Regions from separate parts of the Sus scrofa genome. Here region 1 is linked to region 2. A link is a contact called in public HiChIP or PLAC-seq data. All regions are on one chromosome and are shown on one strand. Each heading gives the region's core, a stretch centred on a gene start, on an enhancer-like site or on the middle of the called end of the contact. The rest is flanking DNA. Distances are from core to core; before and after follow the strand shown.

Evidence for each region. HiChIP or PLAC-seq counts read pairs in DNA pulled down with a chosen protein or histone mark.
Region 1: a contact with region 2 is called in an H3K27ac HiChIP or PLAC-seq map of alveolar macrophages. The contact joins two enhancer-like sites. A contact is called at or near these places in 1 of 47 Hi-C or Micro-C datasets (embryonic fibroblasts) and 1 of 2 datasets of contacts at active chromatin or transcription factors (alveolar macrophages).

What each region holds. Positions count from the first base shown.
Region 1 is chr8:137,794,773-137,801,981 of Sscrofa11.1, reverse strand. ANTXR2 (anthrax toxin receptor 2) reads right to left here. Exons shown (of 17, transcript XM_003129371.6): 12 at 2,216-2,311. Among named protein-coding and RNA genes, the nearest start is that of ANTXR2, 70 kb to the right of the region's middle. Within about 2 kb of position 2,246, at least 17 of the 83 cell types and tissues checked have an H3K27ac peak or open chromatin away from gene starts, as enhancers often do. A contact at or near this core is called in alveolar macrophages and embryonic fibroblasts, where this site is marked.
Region 2 is chr8:137,664,347-137,671,611 of Sscrofa11.1, reverse strand. No RefSeq gene overlaps it. Among named protein-coding and RNA genes, the nearest start is that of PRDM8, 57 kb to the right of the region's middle. Within about 2 kb of position 3,726, at least 22 of the 83 cell types and tissues checked have an H3K27ac peak or open chromatin away from gene starts, as enhancers often do. A contact at or near this core is called in alveolar macrophages and embryonic fibroblasts, where this site is marked.

The DNA.
Region 1 (7,209 bases), core at 997-3,496, 130 kb before region 2:
CATCCAGCATGAGGGTGGAGACGTCACTGAGCGCGTCCGGCGCCTCCCGGAGAAGCTCGCTGCAGTCTTCCACAGCCGCCTTTTATTTTTTTGACTGTTTAACTATAGCTGACTTAGGACATGCTGTCCCTTTCGGCCATCCGGCGTGGAGATCCAGTCACACGTATATACACACTCTTTCTGCCACATTCCCCTCCCCCGCGTTCCATCACAGGTGACTAGGTACAGTCCCTGTGCTGTACAGCAGGACGTGTCTTTGTGAAAAATCAAAATGCTTTGACACTTTCGAGCCCTCTGATCAATATTAAATGAAACTGCAAAATAATGCAAGAAGGAAATCTGCCACGGTGAAGTTTAAATTAAAAAAAAAAAAAAAAAAAAAAAAACAAGGACCATGGATCACATGAAGGTGCCTTTTTGCTCTTTAACTTGAGACTCAAGAATGCTCGCTCGCCTAAAAATCACCCTAAGATAATCAAGATTACAACAGGAAACTGAGCAGAAATTGCTACGGCAGGAAACTGATTAGTTCAGCAAAGAGATAGCACACTTCTTGTCTCCACTGGTGTCGCAGTTAATTCTGTGCCTCCTCCCTGGGCCAACTGCTCTGAGATAAAGGACTGCAAAGTTGCCTCATGGAAGCAGACTGAAACGCAATGCAGGAGTAAAACAAAGCACTGCCTGAAGTTGCAAGAAAGTCGAAATCAATGAACAAAGGTAAGGAGAAGAAAACACAGTCACGTAAAACACTAGTGACCTACAGGTGACAGCATTCCATACAATGTGCTGGGAAGAAAAGGCGTGCTATCAAAAGAAGGTGGGATTCCCTTTCCTATGAAGTCTGGACAGTCCAAGTTGCATTGCTTGAAATGTGCTCATGTTTATTACTCAACCTTCCACCCTGTGGTAGGAAGAATCACAGTTCTGTAACCATGTCCACACCCTAATTCCTTGGAACTGTGACGAAATTGCCTTAAAGGGCCAGAGACTTTGCTAGGATCCTGAGATGGGAGATTATCCTGGATTATTCAGATGCGTCCAACCTAATCACGTGGTCCCTTTCCCAGGGGTTCAGAGTCAGAGGGACCAGTGATTACAGAGAAATGGTCGCAAAGACGCAAGCTGGCCGGCTTCAAAGGAGGAGAAGGGGCCCGTGCAGCAAGGAACAGCGGTGGCCTCTAGGAGATGGAGGAGGCGAGAGAGCAGATTCTCTCAACAGCAGGAGAGAGGAATGCAGCCCTATCGACACCTGAATTTAGCCCAGTGGGACCCATGCTGGAGGCGATTACGTAGCAGTTTACACTGGTGTGGCTCTAAGCTACCAGATGTGCGGCAGTCTGTTACGGTCGCAACAAAAAGGTTATACACACCCGGATGCTTTCAGGTCTTCCTCACAGTCGAAAAATGACACAACCTAAAACCAACTGTCATAACATCAAAGTGACTGTTTAACAAATATCCTAACATTTGCACAAGACTTCTTGCTTTTTTTATTGAAGTCTAGTTAATTTACAGTGTTGTGTTAGCGTCCCGTGTACAGCAAAGTGACTCAGTTTCTCATACATTTATTCTCTTTCATCTTCTTTTCCAATGTGCTTTTATCACAGGATATTGACTATAGTTCCCTGTGCTGTGCAAGAGGACCTTGCTGTCGATATGCTCCTTATATACCGGTTTGTATCCACTAATCCCAAACTCCCATTTCATCCCTTTCCCACCCTCTCTCTTCGTGGCAAGCACAAGTCTGTTCTCCTTGACGTGACTTATTTCAAAAATGTTTTTTCCAAGAGGCAAAGAGAGAAGGTCCTAAAATAGCAGAGCTTTCAAAGAGGTAACGAAACATTCGATAAACGCTAAAAAAATCAAAACCAAAAAACCCTGACCGATTACCAACCTCTCTCAATTAATCCGGCAGAACACATCAACTCACGTGAAGTTCTTTTGCACTGGAGCAGAAAACCCTTCATCCCATAACCTCTCCTACCTTCTTCTCCCCTTCTTCCCCCAAACCTGATTGCAAAGTGTCTTCTGGATGAATAAATGTTCATAATAAACATTCTCTGGAATGCATGAATGGAATTTTATTATAGTGATAAAAATTGTTAAAATTCACTTTGCTAATTGAGACTCTGCTGTTGCACAATGTGGCACTGACTCACACTTCAGCCTGACTTTATACCTCAGTGTTGTAGGTCTGCAAGTCTTTCTTACTCACCACTTTGCAGCAAAGGGGCCAAAACCACCACATCAAACCGATACCCAGGAGTAGCAGTAACACCAAAATAGCGATGACGGCTGCAATCCCATTAGACTAGAGGAAGCAGAAAACAAAAGCAAGGCAGTCAGCAAAGTTAAGGATCAAATCCCAAACACACTTTTTTTTTAAGGAAACAGCAGAAAGTAATACAGAAAGCAACAAAATGTCAAACCGGATTTCAACTGCATTTCTTTAAATTCTTTAAATTGTATAAATTACCTTATATCCTATTTATATGATATTCCTTTTTATTACACTTATATATTAAATATACTATAATTTATTTGTATTAAATTCCCTTACATTTATTTCACATATACTATGTTAAGACAGGCCACAATAAATATGAAATCTTCCAAAGTGTTTTGAATTATGCCTTGAAGAAACATAAGGCAAGCAAAACCACAATTTGGAGCTGTTCGCATGGTCCCTGCGGCCCTGTCTGTCTCTGGGGAGGATTCTTCTGGTTACAAGCATGATTACCTCCAGGCAGCACTTCCCCAGACTTTGCGAAAACGGAACACTATTTGTTTGTGTGTTCAAATGACAGGACAAGATGAATATCAAAAATCACCAAGCAGGTGACGATGCAGCAACAACGGTTCTCGGCAAGTGGAACGTGTGCGGCCGGGTAAATGCAACCTCACACCTTCACAGGTCAGATCTCTGAGGGCAGCTCGAGTGCCACCCACACGAGAACCACGCTGGGGTTTTCACCTCCTAACGCCCAGCTCCTCCGGCCCAAAGACTCTGCCCTGCTCTGGGCTCTGCTGCCAAGGCCCAACCCTCTTCGTCTACCGGCTCCCTGTTCATCCTACAGGGCTTAGCTTAAGTCCCTTCCTGGGGAAGCCTTCCTTGTACCTCCAGCTAGAAAATGCCCCTCTTCGCCATAAGGGCATGGTTCTCTGTTCTTTAACCTTTAGCATTTATCACGGTCTCTTGATGGGTGTCTGCGCATATTTATTTATGCTGAGATGCCATTATTTACCTCATTTGCCTTTTTCACATTCACTGTGAGCTCTAGGAAGGCAGGGCCCACGTCCGACTTCCCTACCCAGGCAGACCGCGCTTGGTATCTCCCTCTGTTTACTAAGCGCATGGGCACAGCCACAGCCACAGCAGATCCGAGCCACGTCTTTGACCTACACTGCAGCTCCTGGCGATCCTTAATCCGCTGGGCGAGGTGAGCGACCAAACTGCATCCTCATGTACACTAGCTGGGTTCTTAACCCGCTGAGCCACAATGGGAACGTCTCAGTTTTCAAAGACATTGATTGCTATCCGCTGTAACTGCTATAATTACTTTCAGTTTTAATAAATTTACTAAAAATAACTTTAAAATAATTCTCAGAGCAGTATAGAGTATAAAACATTCATTAATTTCAGAAATTTTTAGGAAAAGATTAAGAAGCAAGTATACATGAACAATTACAGCGGTGCTTTGATTTCTAACTTTGCATCTGGATATAAGAGGGAAAAATCATACAAGCTATTTCTACAGCTACGTTAGGCTGCAAATGAACCAAAACAGACACCACCAAAATATCGCCCAGAATCCTTGATTACTTCATTTATTTTTCAGAAGACAATGAAAATAACTACAGAAACTTCACATACACACAACCTTCATAGAGCTCTACTGTTTGCTAGTAGAGCATTCTTAAGGCACTCAAAGATGCTCTCACATGACAATTACCATAAGGAATTTAAAATATGAGAAATAAAAAGACATGCACTCATCTAGAATTTCTTGATGTACGTTTGCTGAAATGAACATGTAATCTCAACATGCGATAACTGATAAAGCCTAAACATCTACATCAGTGTCTTACACAAGAAAGTTGTGTGTGTGAGTGTGTGTGTGAGTGAGAGAGAGAGAAGATAAATACTTTAAGAGAATTTCCAGGAAAATATTTAAATGTTCTGCCCTCAAAACCAAAGAAAGTAATTCAGAGCACACATCAGGCTACTGAAGAAAATACTGGAGTTCCCGCCATGGCGCAGTGGTTAGCGAATCCAACTAGGAACCATGAGGTTGCGGGTTCGGTCCCTGCCCTTGCTCAGCGGGTTAACGATCCGGCGTTGCTGTGAGCTGTGGTGTAGGTTGCAGACGCGGCTCGGATCCCGTGTTGCTGTGGCTCTGGCGTAGGCTGGTGGCTACAGCTCCGATTGGACCCCTAGCCTGGGAACCTCCATATGCCGCGGGAGCGGCCCAAGAAATAGCAAAAAAAAAAAAAGAAAATACTCAATAGCGCACCTTTCTGTACAGAATTCTAAACATTCACGAGCAACTCCTGCAACTCTCCACAGGCTTGACCACGCTAAGCTCTAAAATCTAGACAACTAAGAGCACGGCAGGAAGAGAATGTCGAAGAAATACATGGCAGCTCTGACGTGCTGCGGGAGAAATGTCGTCAAATGTATAAATTCATGATTCCCCTCCAAAGACAAGGCCCCCCGGCCAGTGCCCGGCCACGCGTGCTCAGCAGTCCTCGCCAGGCCTTTCCCACGTGAGGCCCACGCCACAGCATCCTTGGAACCGGCTCGCCATTCGCCCCGCTGCACGACTTTCAAGGGGTCCCATCGACCTTCGTCCTCCCCTTTCTTAGAACTCAAGGCCTGTGTTCAGAAATAAGGATGCGAAACTGGAGGGTGTAAATACACTAAAAGCCCTAGGGTTAGTTTTCTCTTTCTACAAATGTTTCATGAGCAGGAAATTCAGAAAATCACACTGACAGAAGTTAAAATGGATGAGCTGGCCACGACAGGCGGTTAAAATTCTTGGGTTTTCTTTCCAAAAATGCCCCTGTTAGGAACATCAACAAAACATTACGCACGTCCAGAGGCAGACATACATTTTGCATGACGATATTACCAATTCAACGGATTCTTAAGACTAGTCTACAAGAAAACTGAATATGAAAATACGTGGAGTTCCCACTCTGGCTCAGCGGTTAAGAACCCAACAGTGTCCATGAGAATACAGGTTTGATTCTTGGCCTCTCTCAGTGGGTTAAGGATCTGGCATTGCCTCAAGTTGTGGCGTGGGCCACAGATGTGGCTCAGATCCACTGTTGCTGTGGCCTGTGGTGTAGCCCAGCGGCTGCAACTTTGATTCGACCCATAGTTTGGGGCCTTATATATGCCACAGGTATGGTGATAAAAAGAAAAAAAAGAGAGAGAGGGAGAAAAGAAAAGAAAATACATACTTTCTAAAGATCTAGAGACCTAATCTTTATTTAAGCTAAGTATGATGGAAACAGGTCAGAGGAAGCGAAGAATTTAATGCAACCCAACTTGCCACAAACACAGCCCTGGATGCCCTGGTCCCAGACATTGGCTCACTTAACTGGATACAAATCTAAGCTTTCCCAGTTCCTTTGTTTTGATTTGCCAGAGCTGTTATCAGAGCATGAAAGACTTCAGCCTTGAAGGGGAAATAATTTTATTGTTCCCATCACTTTATAAACAAATTAAGGAAAGGTTAAAAACACACACTGCAGTCCCATGAGAAGACACCATGCTGCAGACTGCAGACTTCGAGTCAGGTGAAACTTCAGCGTGCCCGCTGGGGCTCAGTGATTAACGAACCCGACTAGTAACCATGAGGTTGCCGGTTCAATCCCTGGCCTCACTCAGTGGGTTAAGGATCTGATGCTGTGAGCTGTGGCGTAGGTCACAGACGTGGCTCAGATCCCAAGTTGCTGTGGCTGTGGTATAGCCCAGCAGCTGCAACTCCGACTGGACCCCTAGCCTTGGAACCTCCATCTGCTGTGGGTGCAGCCCTAAAAAGACAAAAAAGACCAAAAAAAGAAAAAAAAAAAAAGAATCAGGTGAAACTAGATATGATTACTCACAGATCTGAATCAGAGGTGGCCCTAACAGCCTCTCACTTCTGTTTAGGCATGCGGCTTTTCCACACCCAAAAGCTGCAAAGTTACCATACTGGACAAATCTTCATGAAGCCACAGGTTATGTGGAAAGAGGAACAAATAATCATAAATGAGAGGCGTCTAGAAGGCGAGCACATGGAAACAGGCCGAGAGGGGACCAGCCTTGCCTGGGGTTCTGAGCAAATCTGAGAAAGCCCAGAAGGGAGTGTGGGTGGAAGGCGTGGCTTCTCCAAGAACAAGAAAAAATAACTTTGGCTGGAACACAGACTTGGAGAGGACTTTGTAGTACCTGAAGCAGCTGAAGAAATGTACAAAACACAAATTTCTAGAAAGCATTAGTCGCCTTTACTGCAGAAAGAGCCAGTTGCTGGATGAACGTCTGTCTGTTAGGTGACCTTCCAATCGGCCATTTCTAACTCTCACTCTGAACAAGGACCGTGTTCAGACGTCTACCAAACAAAGCCAGCTGAGGAGTCCAGTTAAAAACGGTTTCCAGACGTTGATCAAGGCTTGAAGCCAAAATCCTTTTAAGGGTTAACCGAGGACTACTAGAACCCTGAGCTTGATTTTAGGGTCAGAAGAATGTATTTTCTGGGCATCCTGCACCCATTCAGTTTTTGAACTTCATCTGCATCTAATTTCCTTTTTCTCATTAAAAACAAGTGACAACATACAATCAAAAACTTTACTCCACCAAATATAACTGAAATTCCAGCTAACAGAACATCAGAATTATAAAAACACATCAGTCCTACTGCACTTGCAAAATAACTGTAGGAAAAGAGGAATCACTTAAAAATTTCAAAATTGCATGAAAAGTATGTTGCAATCTACCTAGAAAATAATTAATCACAGCACCACATCAGAATAAAACTGACAAAGAAAAGGGGAACTAGGTCTTCACGATTCTGTTCCCATAAATTTGAGCTAGGGGAAGAATAAATGGTCCTGGAATAAGTGATGATTTCATTTACTGGATTCTTTTGAAATATTCCATATCGGGAATTAGTAAACCATGGCCCAAAGGCCAAATCAGCTCATCTATTTCATAAGAAGCCG
Region 2 (7,265 bases), core at 2,477-4,976:
TTTAGCAACAGAGCATTGTTTACAAATCATCCAGGTCACACACAATCCCGACAAGACTCCCAGGTGGCCCGGAACGGACTGGGGATCTAATCCTGGCGAGTACACTGCTAGCCCTGAACGAACTTACTGGATGTGAGGAACTAATCTGGGGCCGTGGCTGCCCCAGGATGGGTAGGGCGCTGCTCTGGGACTGGCTTTTGCTCATGGCAACCCTATGAAAACTCTGAGCCAAACGCCAGCCGACCCTCCCTTTACCTGCTAAATGGACCAGATCAGCGTTCCACGGGTGTGAGCCCTCAGCAACGACATTCACGCCTTCACTAGGAACCACTGACCTAATGCTGCAGGTGGAAGCCTTAACTGATTTTACTCCACAAGCTCTTAATGATACTGCAGAAGCTATTTCTACCCTAAATATGGAACAACAACAAATAAGAGAAGTAGTGCTACAAAACCGAATGGCCTTAGATATACTCACTGCAGCTCAAGGAGGTAGCTGTGCTATGATAAAATCCGAATATTGTGTCTATATTCCTGATTATTCAGACAATGTGTCTGATGCCCGGCTAGATCTCCAGCAGCAGATTCATAAACTGTCCCACCCAGCTCCGGCGTTTGGAGCTGCCTCTGGAACGGGCTGACCCCTCCTCCTGGTGGAAACACTTGCTCCCCACAATCTTCATGTGCCCACGATCCTTTCATTCGGACCCTGTATAATTAACTGTATTTCTCGCTTCATTACGTCCCGATTAGAAGCTATCAGCCTTCAGATGGTGATAGAAGGGGTGCCCAGTGCAATGCCCTGAAGCCCACTCGACCGTCCCATGAGTGGAGACCTAACTGCTTTCCCCTGACGATGCCCCTCGTCAGCAGGAAGCAGTCAGAGCAGTCGTCGCCCACTGCCCCCCGCCCCAGGATTAGAGTCGCCAACTCAAGGGGGAGGACTGAGGCAGGATAACAACTCAGGTCGTCAGTGGAGGAGCAGGGGCTGCGATGCCGTCTTTGATGTGCAATGATGAACGTGTGCGGCTTAAGGGCTCCAGGGAGTAGCATCTCCACAGGCCTTGTTTACTGCAGGGAGTGGACCTGCACCCAGAGGGACATTAATCCCTAAGCCCCTGTGCCTCAATCTTTGGGAAGAGAAGGGCAAAGAAACCATGAGACTTAGGGGACATTTCCACCCCTAAGACGCCTATTGGACAAGGACTGATATTGGTAACTGGGCGAGGCCAATGGGAGAAAACCACATCTCTCCGGACCCCATGTTGGTACCCCCATCTTTAAGGGATAAAAACCTCCATAGAACAATAGAGGGGGGACTCTCATCTCTCCGGACCCCGTGTTGGTACCCCCATCTTTAAGGGATAAAAACCTCCATAGAACAATAGAGGGGGGACTCTCCTTCCCAACTGTCCTGGGTGCTGTTTGCTTTCCCGTAATAAACACTTTGCTTGCTTGCAGGAAAAAGAAAAGGAAGGAAGGAAGGAGAGAAAAGAGAGAAAAGAGAGAAAAGAGAGAGAGAGAGAGAGAGAGAGAGAGAGAGAAAGAGAGAAAGAGAGAAAGAGAGAAAGAAAGAAAGAAAGAAAGAGAAAGAAAGAAAGAAAGAAAGAAAACACAAATAAGAGAAAGTCTCCCCAGTGAGTCTCCTACTGGAGAGTCCCTTACTCATGAGCCATCACCAGAACATAAGACATGGATGCTATTTCCCGCAGCATCAAGGGACAATTGTGAACACCAAATCTTTTCCTTAATATCCATGAGCATGACAGACAATGGACTAAAACGCTTCAACAAGGTTTTATTTAAGGCAGGAGGGCAGCAACATCACAAATACACAGGAAGAAACTGAATCTAGAGAATCTGACCATAAATGATGAATTTTTCTTTTCCTGGAGCATAAGTTGCTCATCCTACCTGGATTCTGGCTGGCCTCAGTGCCCACCCTAGGGATGGTCTACGTTCCCTTTCAATACCATTCAGGAGGATACAGATTTTGTATCTAGGAGTCTCTGACTTCACTCTTGTAAAGGAAGTCACTACACGATAACCACCATGTTGAAGTCACAAATGTTTGGTTTGTACTAGAAACACACACACAAGAGAAAGAGGAGAGACTTCCTTACAAGGACCAATTTACACTATTAAGAATGAATGTCAGTACACAATTATTACTGCAGTACTACACACGAGTAGTTTAAAGCCAGTACAACATAAAGGACATCTGGACCGGCCGGGTCAACAGAGTGGTGGATAGATGGACGGAGGTAAAGACGCCCACACACCTGGCTGCTCTGGAATTGGGCAGGACTCAAAGCAACATCATCTGTGAAAAACCAAACAGTTGTTCAGCTGGACCAGGTCAACAGTTCCAGGACTTACTGATGGGATGAATTTAGCAATTGGTTGCTCTCTTTTGACTATGTTGAATATTTCCTGGGTAACACCCACAGCAGAGCCCTGTGCCCCACCCCTTCAGTTCACCCTGGTGTCAGCCGAAGCCACGGCGGACAGATTCCGTGCCTACGGCAAGCATCCCCAGCCGCCTCAAGTCCCTGCTCTGTACACGACCTTCCTTCGCTCTGCCCACACGAGAGCAGCCCAGAAGGTGGGGGCAGTTCATTCTGCCAAGGGCAACCATCCACTGAGGAGCAGGGCCACTAGGCAGAGGACCTGGCCCCTGGGTCTCCCGTCCTCTGGAGGAACAGTTCTGAGGGCATATTCTCCACTGGTCCTCACAGGAGAACCGGGACCCAGGGGCAAAGAGCGGGAATACCGACACTGTCTGTCGCCTTGCCCTCCTTCCTGCCCCAGCCTCCTAGAGTCTAGCCAGACCCCCAACCCAACCCCCAGTCGAATAAGCCAGCAGCACCCTTGTCACAATCTCTGCTTTAAGGGAACCCAAGGGATCTCGGTATCTGTCTATCAGAGTCATCCACACACTTGTCATCGAACAGTCCATTTTAATACACGGAAAATAAAAGGCAATGGTTTGCATCTATTAATCCCAGACTCTTGGAGTGGATAAGCAGTGAGGTCCTGCTGAACAGAACAGGGAACTATACCCAGTCACTTGTGATGGAACATGATGGGGGATAAGGTGAGGGGAAAAAAAAAAAAAAATATATATATATATATATATATATATATATATATGACTGGGTCACTTTGACAGAATACTGCAAAGCAACCATAATGGAGAAAATAAAAATCATAAACAAGGAAACCAAAGGCAACCCGTCATCGTAGCCCTCAGCAAAGTCAACCACAGGTAGCCCAAACGTTATGAACAAATCGAAGTAACTACTGTCCACTAAGGATGCTAAAATGAATAACTTTTGTGAGGAAGTAAAATCATAGAAGAATGACTAAAAGCATGTTGCAGTTCGAACAAAGTGGCGAAATACATGCCCGATTTCGTAAAAGACCGAGCTGGAGACGTAAGGTTTGTGGAAGAGGAAGTACACGCGTAACAAGAAGTCAGCACCACACTGCCGTTTTTAAGCAAACTGAACCAAAAGGAAAGGAAACTTCAAACTGTTTCTATGACTTGAAGACAGAACAATGCTGGACTGGGAATAACAGATAGCACTCTTCTTTTTGTAACCATGTTCTGAACTAAGAGAAAACAAATGGAAATCGAAATATCGCTTTTATTACTCAAGACTGGCTTACAGGCCAGGGACTTTCCTTATCCTTAGTCATTCGACCACAGGGAATAATCTGCCACCTGAGTAGAGAGGCCTGCCCTGCAAAGCTTACCCCGGGAGGAGTCAAACTGTGTGTGTGTGTGCTTTCTGTGCAGCTAGATTCCCAAGAGAAATGAGAGCTGAGAAGAACAAATTCACTTGCCCAGCTTCTCCTTCCAAACTCATCAGATAAATCACGCTCTCCTCTCTAAGGGGACAGGAAGGGCACAGACAGAGGACAAGACCCTCACACGAACCGAACACCTTCCATGTGGAATGAGACCTCAGGAGTGGGGAGAAAGCAAAACGTCTCCCTCCAGCATGTGCTGGAAGAAGCGCCTCTGGATCTGTCGCCAGCTGAGACACCATGCCACATCCCACAGCCCCTGCCATCTCTACGGGCAAAGCACCTCTACCTTCTCTGAGGGGGGAAGTGTCTATTTGTTAAAGTGAATTTGAACATAACATGGGAGACCACAAAATAATTACAGGCCACCATTAGCTCAAGAGTTTCTTTTTTAATTCTTTCACTTGAACTGGAGTTCCTGGGCAGCCAGAAATGCAAGGAGTGCCAAGGATAACTCTCAACCAAATGGGGACAGTCGCTGGAAAAAGTCTTGGCTTCCTGTATTTTATTTTATTTTATATTATTTTATTTATTTATTTATTTTCAGGCCACACACACGGCATATGGGAGTTCCCAGGCTAGGGGCTGAATTGGAGCTGTAGCCATTCACCTGCACTACAGCCACAGAAACATGGGATGCAGGCTGCATCTGCCACTTACACCACAGCTCATGGCAACGCCTGATCCTTAACCTACTAAGTGGGGCCAGGGATCGACCTGCATCCTCATGGATGCCGGTCAGATTTGTTGCCACTGCGCCACGACAGGAACTCCGGCTTCCTATATTTTAGAGAAAAAGTGTATTGTTTTACCTGATTCCACAAGGTCCTCCAGCAGGGTTGGGCTTTAGTCACCCAGCAATAACCGGTTCAATAATATACCCAATATCCAAAAAACTCATCTTTGATTTTTGACCAATAGTTAATATTATCCAGTTTGAATAATGACCATTCAAAGATAATTCAGAAATAATCTTGGCTATGAATCTTGGTTACTAAGAAATGAAAGGTAACATGAAGTGTCTCTAGAAGTCACTCTCATTTACACTGGAGGAAGATGGCCAGGAGTCATGAACAGTTCATAGGCACTTAAAATTCTGGGCGTTACCTTGTGGTTCAGTGGTTAACGAACCCAACTAGTATCCATGAGGATGCAGGTTCAGTCCCTGCCCTTGATCAGTGGGGTTGAGGATCCACCATTGCCGTGAGCTATGGTGTAGATCGCAGATGCGGCTCGGATCCGGCGTTGCTGTAGCTGTGGTGTAGGCTGGCAGCTACAGCTCCAATTCAGCCCCTAGCCTGGGAACCTCCATATGCCGTGAGTGCAGCCCTAGAAAAGACAAAAAACAAAACAAAACAAAAAAGCTCAATTAAATCTACTATTATTAGATTTTCTTGTTTTCTTTCCAGTCGGGTTTGTTAAGCACTGCGCCACAACGGGAACTCCATCCTTTTTGTATAAGATTTACAGTGAGTTTAGAGAATATATCTTCTTAGCAGAACAGTCAACAGAATGAAAAAGAGTCGTTTCTAGCCCAATTAGCAAACTCCAGATTATCTGCCACAGATTCCTTGCTGGGACATGGGACAAGAATGCATGTAAACGTCATTCCTCTGACCTTGCCATTGCAGGCCTGTTAATTATCCGTTGCCACATAATGAATCACTCTGAAACCTCGGGGTTACAGCACCGCCAGCTATTGGTCAGCTCACAGTTGCTGAGGGTCGGGATGTGGGCGTGGCTTGGTGGCGCCTGCGGCTCAGGGTCTCTTATGAGGCTGCAACTGCACGATCATGGGAGAAAAAAGAATGTACACATGTATGTGTAACTGGGTCACCATGTCGTACAGTAGAAAAAAATAATGTATTGGGGAAACTTTAAAAAAAAGGCTGCAGTCCAGGCATTAGCCAGGGAAACAGCCATCACAAGGCTTATCTGAATGAGTTCTCGGCCCGTTCATTGGATTGTTGGTGGAATTCTCCTGGCTGTAGGACTGAGGGTCTCAGCTCTTCGCTGGCTGTTGGCCAGAGGTTACCCTTAGCGTCTTGCCACATGGCTTCTGTGCAGGGCAGCTCATGACATGGCAGCTGGCCTCATCAGAGGAGCAAGCCAAGAAGGCCAGAAAGAGACAGTGATGCCAAGTCGGTCTTTTTAAAACGAATCTAGGAAGAGACAGCATCGCTTTTGCTGGGTTCTATTTATTAGACGGAATGACTTGGCAAGGCCCTCACTCCAAGGAAGAGGGTCGGGCAAGGATACAATTCCGGGGGGCAAGCGTCACCTTAGAAACCTGCCCGCAACAACCGGAGGGGTACTGCTGTCTCGGCTGCATCGCTACGATCCCGAGAGTCATCTAAGAGTTTCGCCGCTCAGCTGAAGAAGGCACAGCTCCTTGGTGGAACATCTGGCTTATCTGCCATCCCCGTGCGCAGGCGAAGCCTTACTCCCCTTGGTTACTGTGGGTGTGACTACTGGTTAGTCATCAGTACCTGAGGAACCACCAGGACTGATCATCGGTTCAACTCACTATTTTCTGTATTCACTCTTCTCTCATTACTCAGAAAGAGGCAAACCTAACTATAATTTTAAAATCCATATGCAGATATAAAAAGGACAAAGCTTTTCTCTACATATCGAAATAATTTTTTTAAATCCTATATTTTCACGCTTTTTTCAAGTTTTTCATAGTTACAACTTTTTGGCATGTCATTATGAATTCACAGGCTTTCACACAATCCACATGTCAATTAAATTAATTATATTATGTTTGGAAGTTCAGATTTTCAAGACTTGAACTTTATTAGTTTCTTTCTCCTTTTAGTCTTCAGCCCATGACATTCATAAACATTTTTTGCTCTCTAATGAAACTATGTGGCTTTTTGTTTGGCCATGCCTGTGGCATGGGGAAGTTCCAGAGGCAGAGATCAAGCCCACGTCGCAGCAATGACCCATGCTGCAGCAACGACACCACCAGATTCTCAACCCACTGAGCCAGAAGGGAATTCCAAGAAAACTACACATTTTAAACCTGCTGTTTCCAATCCTTTTTTCTGCTTTAAGACTGAAACAGCAACTGTGTGAGTTGTGATTCCCCTCAGTGGTAAAGAGTGTTAGAAACAAAATTTTAAGCATTAGAGGTTCATACACTTGTGCAGTTGTAGGAAAAGGGCTAATACTATTATTAAGTTTTAGAGAAAATATGGAAAAAGTTTTTTTTCGAGTCAAGTCACAAACTGACTTTTCTAACATCATGTGTAACATTATGCTGTGATATCCCACTTTTTTAAAATGAGACTTTGCAAACCACTAAGAAGTATGGTTACACGAAAGGCAGTCAGGTAAGCAAACTCCACCTCTTTCCTATAAAGGAAACGAAGAAGTTCCTGGTTTAGTGTAAGCAACCAGGTCTCAGAACAGTAAAAACGCAAACTCATTTCCAGTTCGTCAACGCC